Linked DNA regions of Mus musculus: region 2 is linked to region 1. Evidence: chromatin contacts called from public HiChIP or PLAC-seq data. All regions are on one chromosome and are shown on one strand. The core of a region is the stretch at or near the end of the contact, and the rest is flanking DNA. Distances in the headings are between cores, read along the strand shown.

Region 1 (6,516 bases), core at 1,291-3,790:
CTTATACGCAGGTGCAGGAAGTACTGTTGAGTGGTTGATTGTGGTCCAGTCTTACTGTGGATACAAAAGCAGTTCTACTGGCTTCTATCGTGATTGGTTCCCAAGGGCACAGAACATAACAGAATATGGAATCAACCTGGGCATGAGAAAGTTTTCTTAAAATGGCAGGCTAGCCAGGTGACAGTTACCTAGCATCAAATTTCACCTAGGCCTTGACCCTGAGATGTTCAAGGTCATTTACAACCGGGTTGGAGGACTACAGTGTGAACCCGGTTTGCCTGCTTTAACATTATGCTCATAAATCCTATTCTTTCAAGTTAATTCAAATTAATTCAGTCTACACTAACCCTGGACTCAAGACATACCGCTCCGTTCTGATGGACGTCGATGTCGTGCCTTTTGAGCTTAGCGCCCCGCAAGGAACCCTCCATTCTCTTGGTGGAAATGGTTATCGAATGCTTGATCACTCAGAATCTATTGTGCTAAAAGTTTCTAGAGTTTGGACAGGCTCAGATGACAAGGAGCGAATACTAATCTCGGGTGTATATGGGTTAGCTACTCTGGAGGGATTTGAAAAAACTGGGGAACAAAAACACTTCAGTGTCATTACTACTTTCTGGCCCTCACTCCTGCTCTTTGGCAGGCTGGGTACTCTCTAGCCCTCACTTCTGCTCTCTTTGGTAGGCCAGGCACGTGTTAGAAGTTGCATTCTATATATGATGAGCCTTAGGCTCAGGAAGGCTAAGTGATATATATATATTTTTTTTTTCCCTAAAACTCTCACAGATAGTGAACAGTGGTATTAGTACTAATCCAATACACCCCCCTCCCCAGCCCCTGGCTCCAAATTCAGCAATTTTTTCCTTTGCAGTTGGTTAATCTCATCCTTGCCATCTGACCTTTGCTGTTTCCCTGGCAACAGAGTGGAACATGGAGAACCTGGAAACCATGACACTGTCTTCTCTGTGAGTCGCCAAGCCTAGATGAGGTCATTAGTACCTCTGTCTTGTGCTTCATCCTAAGGTTTATTAAAGTTGGTGTCTTGGTCACCAAAAGCTAATTGTTTTTCAATGGGTGTTTAAGCACCCACAGCAAGTGCAACACCATTTCTGGAATGCTCCGGGCGTTCTGTTTGTCTTGGTCCCAGGAAGTGGGTATAAAACCAGAAACCCAGAGACAGAACAGTGAGTGGTCTGAAGTCACTTTCTACCTCTGATGTCACAGTTACTGTTATTTGTCACTGAGCTGCTGTGAGGGTAACTATCAGGCAGAGTTGAGGGTCCTTGCCTTTCTATTGGCTTAAAGTGGCAAAGGTCCTTTACCAGCAAAGCTTGTAACCATGGTGAGAGTCAATTTTTATCTATCGGCTGAGGAGTCAGACAGAGCAGATTCTGGGGACACTGAGTGCTAGGCCACACAGAATTTGAGATTCTGCCAGCAGGTGGCACTTCCTCCCCACTCCGAGCAATTACATGCTAAGAAAAGAAACAATGACTTACTCTTTCCCTGCTGTGGTGAGTTGTTCACCATATCTGGTTGTATACTGAGACACATCTATGCTCTTCTCCCATGATGAATTTGGAATTGTTTACAATATTCAGCTCATAATAGTAAAGTATGAAAAGGGAGACTATAAATCACCGTAAGGAACATCAGACTTTATTGAGGTCTGTTAGCAAATAGAGGAATAATATAGTTTCATTGTATCATCTCCATGAATTTACTTTTGAGACAGGGTTTTGCCGTGCATCCCAGAACTCACTAGATTAACAAAGGTAGACCTCCAGTTTATGGCTTGTCCTCAGGCCTGTCTCTGGAATCCTGGACCTACAAATGTGGGCCAGCTCCATCCTCGGGTCTTTCTATGAGTGGGAAGGGGGAGAAAGATGGGTTTTCCGGGGTTTGAAATAAAAATGGAAGCGCACACCTAGGGCAAGTTTCTATTGTGCTTCCTAGCACGCCAACCTAACATACAGCGTTATTCCTGGCCAGCTCGCAAACGTGAAGCAACCCCTTTATTGCTCTGCATCTCTAAGGTTACATAATCACATCCTTCAACCCATCGGCTTCCAGAGGGCCCTTCCACCTGGCATTCATTTTCCGCATCGTTCTAGGCATCGGGGACACAGACGCACGGCTTGTATGGCTTGAGTTACCAAAACAGTTTGTAAGGGTCTTTGGAGACTCCTGCCTCTAAGACAAAGCTTGAAAGTCACAGCAGGCAGTGTTATGGTAATTATAGGATTCTCAACTCCGCAAAATCCCATCGGTTTCAAGTTTCTCTTTAACAGGAAATCAGATTCAAACCGGCCTCCGTTATCAGTGGAGTTTTTAATGTGACCATGTGGCTCAGTAGCTGAAAAGGGGCCGTATTTCTTCCCAGACCCTTGAGTACTTCTCCTTGTCAATCAACACTTTAGTCTTGCTCCGCCCATCGCTGTGTAGGTGAGGACGAAGTTTAGGGGCGGGACCGGGCGGGGCAGGGGGCTCGGGGAACACGACTCCGGAGCTGGTTCCTGAAGCAAGGTCCGGCTCCGGGCACCGGGACGCGCTGGTGGCAGAGGCGGCAGGCGCGCGGCTTTGTGGCGCGCGCGGGTTCCACTGGGTGTCGTGGAGTCGCAGCCACCCAGGATACTCTGCCTGGTCGCGGGTGTCGCATGGCAAGCCCCGCGCGATCCGGCTTCCCCGGGCGCACGAACAGCCGTCTGGACGCGTTCTTGCGGCGGCACCTGCCTCCGGAGGTGTACGACGCGGTCCGCGCCTACGAGCCGTGCATCGTGGTGTCGGACGCCGAGAAGCACACGTTCAAGTACGTGGTGCTCAGCGACCGGCTCATCTACCTGACCGAGAACCCGCCCAAGTCCATCCGGCGGGTAGTGGCTTTGCGGGACGTCGTGGCCATTGACCTGGTGAGGATTGCGGGCGGGCAGGCTCCTTCCTAAACTCTCGCATCCCCCTCTGGCGCTGGAGAAAGGAGGAACACCTTCCCCATCCCGCCCCGGACTTCATCTCTTGTCAGTGAAAGCAGCTGCGTGGAAAAGCTGGGGTTTGATGTAGAATTTCAAATAAACAAGTTCTCCCGTTCTCCTCCTGAAAACCCTCTGCTCCCAAATTGGGCAACAGGTTTGACAACCAGTCTCGCTATAGTGACAAGCCTCTTGTTCATTAAGCACCTACTCCGTGCGGGTACCGTGCTGCACCTCTTCTGCAGGAACGGGAGACCACACCTGTGCAAGCCAGCGCCGCCACGCTTTGTTTACTTTCTTGCCGCTCATGTGTAGTCCACACGTGACTGGTCCAGAAAAAGTGCGTGAGCGAATAATTTGCGTGATGTGCACAGGATCCGTGCGTCTTTCAGGCTGGCCACTTAATTCAAACGGAGTGGGGAAGCTTCCTGGAAGGAGTGTCCTCAGGACTGAGTCTCAAGAGATACAGTCTTGCCCTGGGTTTTAGAGTAGCCACTGTTTCCCTCTCCTCTGGGAATAGATTGACTTTAAGACGCAGCAGCTGATTGGAGGCACAGCCTCCTCTCCTGTTTCTCCTTTTATTGATTGCCTCCAGGTCTCTTTGTCTGAGCTGCTTTCCAGGTGTTCCTAGTTCCTCTGGGACTTGTGTCTAGCCTTTACTCTCGCTTGCCTAAGTCTGTGTCCCCATGGGAGTAGTTGGCAAGGCTGTTGATGAAGCTGTTTTGCCCACAGAACAGTAACTTGGCTTTAACACATTTATAAGAAAATAATACAATTAAATAATTTTCTTTTTAAATTCTACTCAGATGTCGGCTGTGGCTACCTTTGTTTCTTTGAAACTTTTATTACACTTTTTATTTTGTGTGCACGTGTATATTTGTGAGTGTGTGTGTGCGTGTGTGTGTCATGGTGAGAATGTGGAGGTCTGAGGAGTTTGTGTAAGTCAGTTCTCTCAGTTTGTGGGTCTTGGAACTTGAACACAGGTGTTGAGGCTTGGCATTAAGCAAGCAGCTCTCTGAGCTGCTGAGCCAGCTGGCCTGCTCTCTTTTCCTTCCCTTTCCTCTCCTTTCTTTTTTCTTTGAGTAAAAGAAGTAAATCCTTGACATTATTTCCACTCTTTTGAACTAATTAGAAATAAATTGCCATATAAATAAACTGCAGTGTGTGCATGTGTATCCCAGAACCTTGTGCTAGATAAGTGCTCTACCAGCGTACGGCCTTGCAGTCTGAGCAAATGTGCTAGAAAGCTTTTTTGCACCCAGCATTTTTAGCGTCTTTAGTGAAAATATTTGTTGTTTCGACAAAACTGTGATGATTTTTTGATATTGCTATTCTTCCCCAACAGACACAGTCTGTTGGTAGCTGTATATACTACTTTAAGGTGTCAGAGAGAGAGAGAGAGAGAGAGAGAGAGAGAGAGAGAGAAAGCGAGCAGCACAGTAATATTCCTTAGGGTCCAGAAACCCAGAATCAACTCTGTGAAAAGAAGCTCTATAACTTCTCATGCTTTATGGACGGATTTGCCTTTCAGGAATTCAGGAGAGTTTTTTGTTGTTGAAGAGACTCTGGCCAGCCTGTGTGTGGCAAGCATGGCTCTGGCAGGCTTTGCCCTTCTCCCCCATTCCCTCTGCCTGGCAAAAAACAAAACAAAAAACAAAAACGAAAACAACCACCACCACCACCACAACAACAACAAAACATTAGATTACATTCCTAAACTCCCAACGTCACTTCCCTATTTGGCCAATTCCTCCTCCTGAGGCTGACTACCAAGGTCCAGCTAAATTAAAGTATTGAAGTCCAGCAATCAAAAGCCCCCTTTGGCTCACCTAATTAACATGCTCAATTAAAATGAAATACCTTATCCTAACATGGGGTTCCCTATTTTATCTTATAAACCACCGTTTGCCCTTGGGCCACACCTCTCTCCCCTCCATCCAGAGGCAGTCCTTTGCCCCACTCTGGGACAAATACCCCTTCCCCTTTCCCTTGCCTGCCCCCCCCCTTTGGTCTTTCCCCTCTTCCTCCATCACCTATCTCTGTTCCTTATCCCCACCCTCTGTCCCTCTGGGACAAATCTCTTTTGTGCCGAGAACTTGGTCTTGGGGGTCCTGAGCCAATACTTTTCCATTCAGCTGTTTTTGTTTTTGAGATAAGTTTCTCTGTATAGCCCTGGCTGTCCTGGAACTCACGCTGTAGACCAGGCTGGCCTCTAACTCAGAGATCCGCCTGCCTCTGCCTCCTGAGTGCTGGGACTAAAGGTGTGCACCACCAACACCTATCTGTTGAATATGCAGAAGAATATTAATGCATGATGACTAAATTCAACCTCCTGTTTGCAAACAAAACGAAACAACTCCCCCCAAACAAACAAACAAACAACACGAGAAGAATATGTAACATCTATAAATGTTCTGCACAAATATAAGATTTAAATATTGTTACTAGGTTTATGGTCCATCTTGCAAAATGTAGGTTAGCTTTGGAAGGCTCCAAACCCCTGGAACTTGTGACTATGTTATATCACAAGGGAAATTACGAATGCCACTTAATGGACTTAAGTAAAGGAGGCATCTGAACTGGGCCTGGTGGCCCATGTCTTCATCCCAGCTCTCAAGAGGTAGAGGCAGAGGACATGAGTTTAGGGCCAGCCTGGGCTACATAGACCCCACTGAAAACGTTAATAAACAGGGGCTGTAGAGGTGGCTCATCAGTTCAGAGTGCTTACAGAGGGACCCAAGTTCAGGTCCCAACACCCACATCCCGTGGTTCACAGCCTCCTGTAACTCCAGCACCAGGGGACATGAAGCCTGTCTTCCTTGGTACCTACATTCACATTCACATACCCTTCCTCCTACATATACACATAATTAAACCAAATCACTTCTTTAAAAAGTAAATAAGTAAAATTGAATTAATTAGAAGTATCCTGGTAGGCCCAGGGCAAGTAAAATACGAAGAGGCAGCATGAGAAAGACGGAGCCAGCCATTGTTAGTGTCAAAGGAAGCAGGAGTCTGGAGCAAGAGAAAGGAAGGCAGCATCCAGGTGCTGGAGCTGTCAAGGAGACAGACTTTCCTAGGGAGCCTCCAGGAGCTGTTCTGGCTGAGCTCAGCAACACCCTCTCCTGTGTCTGTTTTTGTTTTGCATTGCTGGGAACTGAGATGCAGGCCTTGTATATCTCAGGCAAGGGCTGGTCCACTGAGCTCCCTCCCACTGATCCCCCAAGGCCAGGCCTTCCGACTGGACTTCTCACCTCCACAGCCTAAGGAAAGTAAATCCTTGTTGCTAAATGCCAGGGGGGCTGTGGCAGTGTGTTACAACGGGCACACAGCGTTTCCAGTGGGGGAGCTGTTGAGATTATTCCGCATGAGAAATATCATGCCAAGCACGAATGCCCCAGTCTCCTTCTCTGGGATTTTATAAAACTGTTCTAGGATTATGATAGTCCAGGGGCTTACACTCGACTCTGTAAGTTTCCCCCTTAAGAGTTATCTCATTTTTGGGCTGGAGAGATGGCTCAGTGGTTAAGAGCATTGACTGTTCTTCCAG
Region 2 (7,117 bases), core at 3,062-5,561, 320 kb after region 1:
CAGAGGCCTGACCATGAGTGACAGATCTTCAGGGGTGTGTGCAGAGGGGTTTAGCATAGAAGCGGTCACTGGCTCCATCAATGGCCAGGGTCCTCACTCGGACCAGCTAGCTGCTGATGATGACAGAAACTCATGCATGGTTCATTGACCTCAGTGATGCCTGGATGTGTCGAAGCACTGGGCCTTCCAGTGTTCACAGCAGTGTAAGTCATCAGAACCAATACAGGAAAATAATTCAATTCTGTACCTACTAAGGAATCTATCATCAAAACGCTGGGTATCTATATAATAGAATATTGTTTGGGAGTTAAAAGAAATGCAGTATATACCAATCATGGTTGGAACTTGAAACCATGCTGATGGACAGAAGTGAGACTCAAGGACAAACGGACAGAACTGCAATTGTGTCTATTAGTGATGAGGGCAGAAAGCAGAGAATGTGAGGTTAGAACTGGAGCTGGCTGACGAGTGTGGCCTTCCATAGGAGGCATCGGTGACATGTTCCACATCTGTGGGGATGGTTGCACAGCTCTGAATCTATTAAACACCACTGCAGTTTTGTGACTTTATATTTTTATGAGTGTATTAATCCCATAAAAAACATTAGCATGTTCAATGGTTGGAAACATGCCCCCAAGGCCACGAAGGAGTGTGCCAACTGAGCACCAACAGGAACGGGTCAAGAAACCATGCCCTGAAACCTCTGAAACTCTTAGACAAAACAAAATTTTGCCTTACAAGTTGATTGTCTCAGGTATTGTGACACAGAGACATAAAGGTAACAGAACTGCATACTGGATGTAGTAAAGTATAGAATATACATTTTACCTCAAAAGAAGTTTTACAAAACAAGAACTTGTTGAATAAACAAATTCGTAACGGAAAATGGGTTTGAGCCTGACCAGCAGGGTTTTCTGTTGAACGCACACGTTCTTTAGATACTTTGTTAAAGGTTCAACGGTTTGCACTAAAGTTGTATTGAGCAAGGCAGGAACCAGTTCTCCTCCAGCCCTTGCTCCGAAGGGGTCATCATAAACATACAGGCCACAGGGACCCTACTGTAAACCTGTGCCATCTAGACAAGAAGCCACATCTGTCTCAGCCACTCATCCAAGACAACAGTCACTCTGACCATTCTCTGCTGTTCACGACCTCCTTCCACTGGCTACTCCCAGGACATCCCCATAACATACTGACTCCCTCCTGAACCTCTTGGATCAAACTCTACCTCCTCAACGAGGCCTTCTCCACTCTAATACTATGAGAGGAGGAGTATTAATTAGTCTGTTTTGGTCACTGCTTTCCCCCAGAGCCTATAACCTGCCACGTAGCAGGTGCTCATTAAATACTGGCCAAATATATTTTTATGAAGCATGTCAGAGATTGAAGCAATCCGTTATCCGGGAGTTCTAGTACATTTCCCAATCTATTAATAAATGTCACTATCAAAATTTCAGAGCTTGGGTAGGATGGGTGGACAGCTCAGCAGTAGAGTGATTCCTGCTCTTGCAGAGGACCTGGGTTTGATCCCTAGTACCTTCATCAGGCAGCACACAACCATCTGTAACTCTAGCTCCGGGGGGATCCAACACCTCGGGGTTCCTGGGACACTGGCACTTAGGTGCACACATACAGATACGCGTACATACACATACTTGAGAATAAAAATGCCACCTCTAAAACGTTAACTTGAAAATGTGCTGAGCTCCACACGTCTGTGCGACTATCAAACCGTCTTTGGTGGCTTCCCTTTCCTGCAGCCAAAGCTGCCTGAGGGGAGTCATCGCTCTGTATTATACAAATGGGCCAAATAGACATCAATGACTGGCCGGGGTTGTCCAACCCACAGCTCATTCATAACAAATCCCGAAGCACACAGACACTGTTGGACGGGGCCTCTGAGAAGAGAACCAGAAGCTCTGCCATCCTCAGAGAGAACACACAGTTCTCTTAGGGGAGTGAATTATAGTCAGCACTGTGTAGCTTTAACTACGTTTGAATAAGCGCAGGCGTCATAGTCATTCAACAAATGAATCTGCTATCAGCCTAAGAATGTTTTTTCCTTATCCCCAAATCAAATCCACTATTTTAATTCAAATGTAGCCCATGCTTAGGCTTTTTTTTTTTTAAATCTTCAAAAGGAAAACCACAGAAAATAAATAATTTCACACTCCTTGGTATAGCAGCTGAAGGGAAATCTGGCGCTCAGCACCACCTACCCACCTTCTCACCAGACCTCATTTTAGTCTTGGTGTGTTTCCCTAAAGTTTCACTTTAATTTATTCAATACGGTTTGTAATGGGTCTGAGAATTTGGGTCTCATTAGTATTTAAGAGGAGCCATAGAGCCAGGCCTAGAAGCGCGCATATGTAATCTCACTGCTCCAAAGCTGAGGCAGGGGGATCAGGAGTTCAAGGTCAGACTAAGATATAGAACAAGACCTTGTTTCAAAATAAGGGAGGTGGGGGCAGGAAAGAAAGAAGGCAGGAAGGATGAAAAACAAAATGAGGTGAGACGTGTTAATTAACTTGATAGATTGTGGTATAGAGTCTAATCAATTTTTTTTTTCTTTTTCACTTTTCGGGTATGGGCACACAGGAGACAGGGTGCACATACACAGGATGGCACGTGTTGGAAACTATCCTTGATGCCTCCTCCATCTTAGTAACTGAGGCAAGGTCTCTCAATCAAACCCAGAGCTCATTGATACCACAGTTCTCACCAGCCATCTTGCTCTGAAATCATCTCTAATTTCCTGGACTGGAATTATAGGCAGGGCACCAAGCTTACCTGGCATTTATATGGAGCCTGGGGATTTGAACTCCACTCAGGACACTTCAGTGGTAAATATTTGAACCACTGAGCTTTCTCCCTAACCCCAGTATGAGCAATTGTATCTTCCCAGTTAAAACTTCTTTTAAATGAAGGAAAAAGGAAAAATATAGTTCAATTAATTAATTAATTAATTAATTAAATGTGTGTGTGTGTTGCGCACTCGTGCAAGCACTCTCAGAGCACAGAAGAGGGCATCAGATCCCCTGGCATGGGAGTTCCAGGTGGCTGGTTGCCAGTCATATGACATGGATGCTGGGAACTGAACTTAGGCCTGGTGCAGAAGCAACACGGGTTCTTAACCTTTGACCCCTCTCTCCAACACAAAATCATCTTTTAATGATTTATTTTTTTCTCATAATCATATGAGAAATAAATCCTGATGGCTGTGTGTAAGGGGGCATCAGATCCCCTGGAACTGGAGTTACAGACAGTTGTGAGCCGCCATGTAGGTGCTGGGAATTGAACCCAGGTCCTCTGGGAGAACAGCTCTTAAACATTTCTCCAGCCCCACAAAATCATTTTTTTAATGTTAAAAAAAATTAAACTGAAAGAGAGAAAGAAAAGGTATTAGTATTTGTTGACACTTGGTGAACCCAATCCACTTTTTCTTTGCTTATTTATTTGGTCTTTTTGTTTTTATCATCCTAGGGATTGAAACCTGGTTGATAGCTCCTGGGCAAATGTATTACCTGACTCACTCTTAAAAGGATATTGAAGGCAGTTCCCACACACGTTTAAGATTTCATGAGAAGAAGCAACCTATTCAAGTCCCACACTAGGAAGCAGCACAGCTGAGCTCCAACTGGACTGGCAGGATTCTGAGTCCTGTCAGGTCCACTCACCTCCTTTAACCCTGAAGGTTACTTTAAAAAAAAAAAAATGTAACAAGACAGCCATGGGGAATCCCATCAAAACTGGGCAAAGTGTCAAAGAAACTGACTCTGAAATGTATTTTATTAGAGATGAATAAAATTGTATCTTCTCCTCCCTCCTGAATAGTAATTACCTAAAAAACAAAAACAAAAACAAAAACAAAAAAACCAACAACCAAAAAAACCCCTCTCAATCCACGTTGAATGAAATGGGAAACTGTTTTCTACAAAATTCTGTAAGAAACATTCACACTGATAGATGAAAAAGGTGTGCCTTGAAAGGATATGTCTGCAACATAGGAGAAAGCATTCCTACGATATCTTACAGAGCAAAACAGAGTTGATAGTGACATGAAAACACGGATATAACTCAGAGATGGAGAAATGGCTAAGCAGAACGACCCCTGGGTTCAGACTCAGCACCACGGCTCATGTTACATTTAAATGTATATAATTACACATATACTGCTTTCATACATTCGTAGAGTTTCAAGGCTGTTCTGCTATGCCTTAGGGCTTAGCAGCAAGCCAATGATAGCATCCTCAGTGCGTCCATGACAACATTAATTACTGCTGGAAAGGCTAACGGAAAAATCAGTTGTGAGCAATTTTATGGCTACTGCCAGACAGAAGTGACTTGGCAATGAAACCCTGGGTTCCCTTTTACTTAAGGCTATGTGTTCTCAGATGATAGAATCACGAACTTTCCATTCTTGGAGGAACTAAACAAGAACCGGCACAAAAGACAACAGAGCTAAACCTCACTGATCAAGGGTGGGCCTTTTGCTTTTCTTCTAGTCTCTATGTGGATTTAAAACACAAACAGACAGACAGACAGACAGATAAACAAACAAAAAAAACCTCTCAAGGATCAGGAGGCGATAGGCAACGTCTGTCCGAGAGGTTCCCTTCTGACTCCTGACCCCTGTGGCAGACATTACTAATGGACTGTGGCATCCTTCTCTCTGCTTTCTGACCACAGACTGTCAACACTGTTAGGCAATCTCATGTACTTGAAGGAATATAGGCTCGGGCAGCACAGAGATCCGTACCCCACCTTTGCCACTTAGTGATCTTATGACTTCAGATGAAATTACTGACCTTCTGGATATCTTGTTTGTGTTTGGTTGGTTGTTTTTTGTTTGGTTAGCTGGGTTTTTGTTTTGCTTTGATTAGTTTTTTTTATCTGCAACATAGTTATAACAATTCCCTTCAAAGTTGCTTTAAAGATGGAATGAGATTATAATTTTTTAATGTTAGCAACTTTACTTCATTAAGCACCTCATTTAGCTTGACTCAATACTTGAGCAAAAGTTCTTTGGAAGCTTGAATCTATATATTTTCCACCCTCAAGGTCACACAATGCAAATTATCTGCTTGTGGCCCACTGAACTTCCATTTGGAGCGTCAAATGATTCTTTGTATTCTCATTAGGAAGCCAGTGTGCAAGCATAGCAAAGAGACCCTTATCTGAGTTTGGTTCACCAGGGCCATAGGAAGCAGAAGGGGGCTGAGAAGTCAGAGTCAGGAAACCACAGGGCCTGAAACTGTCCTGCCCTAGGACAATAAATCACGGATGCTAATGAGGTCACTTTCTTCGTGAGTCACAGGTTAGATGTTGCTCCAGCCCAATTCCTCACGTGTAAAAAAAATCAGGTAAATCAAACATAACTGAGGAAAGTGAGGGAGGGAGGGAGGGAGGGAAGGGAAGGGGAGGGGAGGGAGGGACAGGTGGGAGAGCTACCAAGTAAGTGTCTTTCCAAGAGAGAAACATTGTCTGGAATCTGTGGTTACACAAGCAGCCCAGTTACTAAGTCAGAGAAGCAGGCTCTGTCTTGCCCGTCTCTTTCCAGGTAATAAGAGACTTTATATCATAAAATTAGTAGCATGCAGAGAAACTAAAGTGCCTGTAATGTTAGAGTTTATCTTAGTCCCACCAATGTAAATATTCTAGAAGTTAGATTAGAAAGAAGTAAAGACAGGAAACTAGAGTCAAGAGCCAGAGTAGAGGAAGCTTGCTTAGAAAAAAATAAAGGTAAAGGTTTTGGGTTTTTGAGGCAGCATTTTTGCTAAGTAGCCCAGGCTGGCCTAGAACTCCTGCGTCTTCTTCATGTCTACTTCCTAAATGCTGGGATTCAAGTGGGAAAACTACATCCGCTTTAGAAAGTTCTTTGCTGCTTAATTTTAAGATTTTTTTTTTGTTGTTGTTGTTGCTATTTTTTGGTAAGATATACAACTGCTATTCTTCCTTACAAAAATAATTTATTCTTATTTTATATACATTGGAGTTTTGCCTGCATGTATGCCTGTGTCAGGGTGTCAGATCCCCTGGAACAGGAGTTAAACAGTTATGACCTGCTATGTGGGTGCTGGGAATCAAACCCAGGTCCTCTAGGAGAGCAGCCACTGCTCTTAACCACTGAGTCATCTCTCCAGGCCCCACAATTCTTATTCTTTGTGGTTGCAAATTAGCGGCAAGAACGCTGTCCAACTTTCGATAACCATTAGTTTTTCTGGATCTACGGTTTCTGGAACACATTCTGAATTCAATAACCAAGGGAATGAAGTCACTAGACCATCTAGTCATAGAGGCCACTAGTCCTACCTGCACACATGAATAAAGACACCTACTGTGTGCTAATCCAATCAAAAGCCAAATAGAGTAAGAATTTGGTTGGGCCCTTCCAGTCTTTGGGTGCTCATCTAAGCAAATCAACAAACAAGATGATCTACTCACTACCATGTTATAAGCTGAGTGCAAAGGCAGCACAGGCAGGGTAGAGAAGCAAGCAGGACGTGAGACACCTGCTGCAGAAGGAAGAGATGGAGGGAGGGTGGAGAAGGCAGGCTGTTCCTTTGAAGGGGGAAGGAGTGGCATTACATAAGGAACATTCTGGAATGGATCGTTGTTTGCAATTATCAGCCTCAGTCAAGGCTTCCTTCATACCTCGGATGTCCCTGCTACCTAGTGGAATGCCAGCAGTTCTGCATAGTCCGAAGGCTCGGAGAGCTTTTATTGCAGGGAAACTCACTTTGGTTAAGTTGGTATGCTCTGGGATGAAGGGAGGTCAGGGGCAGACACAGAAGGAAGCAACCTTTGTAGAGACTTGATAAGGGTCTACCCAGAAGCCCCTGGGAGAGAGTCAGAAGCAGGCCTTGTGCTGGTGACATGGGGCCACCTGTGTACGGTGGACTATGCATGTCTGAATCCAAATAATAGCCAAAGATAGAGAGCTGACTTACACAAAATGCAAAAGACTTGCGCTAGTCTCCCAATCCCTTAAAGTGGGAGAAGTTAGGGGGGAAAATCAGTATTAAGATATAGTGAGGTGACAAAGAACAGATCTCAGAGGATTAGGGTTACTGGGGGCAGAGGGCAGATCAATCTGGTTTCGTTCTTCATATACGAG

The links. HiChIP or PLAC-seq counts read pairs in DNA pulled down with a chosen protein or histone mark.
Region 2: an HNF4G HiChIP or PLAC-seq map of pancreatic cancer cells shows a contact between it and region 1. The contact joins the enhancer-like site here to the promoter of D930020B18Rik in region 1. A contact is called at or near these places in 2 of 39 promoter capture datasets (the 3T3-L1 cell line and the HPC-7 cell line), 3 of 115 datasets of contacts at active chromatin or transcription factors (bone marrow-derived macrophages, extraembryonic endoderm stem cells and pancreatic cancer cells) and 2 of 9 other capture datasets (embryonic stem cells and liver).

What each region holds. Positions count from the first base shown.
Region 1 is chr10:121,639,161-121,645,676 of GRCm38.p6, forward strand. D930020B18Rik (RIKEN cDNA D930020B18 gene) reads left to right here and starts at 2,541. Exons shown (of 13, transcript NM_177335.4): 1 at 2,541-2,909. The coding sequence starts at 2,658.
Region 2 is chr10:121,957,015-121,964,131 of GRCm38.p6, forward strand. All of the region lies in intron 1 of Srgap1 (SLIT-ROBO Rho GTPase activating protein 1), which reads right to left. Among named protein-coding and RNA genes, the nearest start is that of Gm51787, 18 kb to the right of the region's middle. Within about 2 kb of position 4,312, at least 58 of the 459 cell types and tissues checked have an H3K27ac peak or open chromatin away from gene starts, as enhancers often do. A contact at or near this core is called in extraembryonic endoderm stem cells and pancreatic cancer cells, where this site is marked.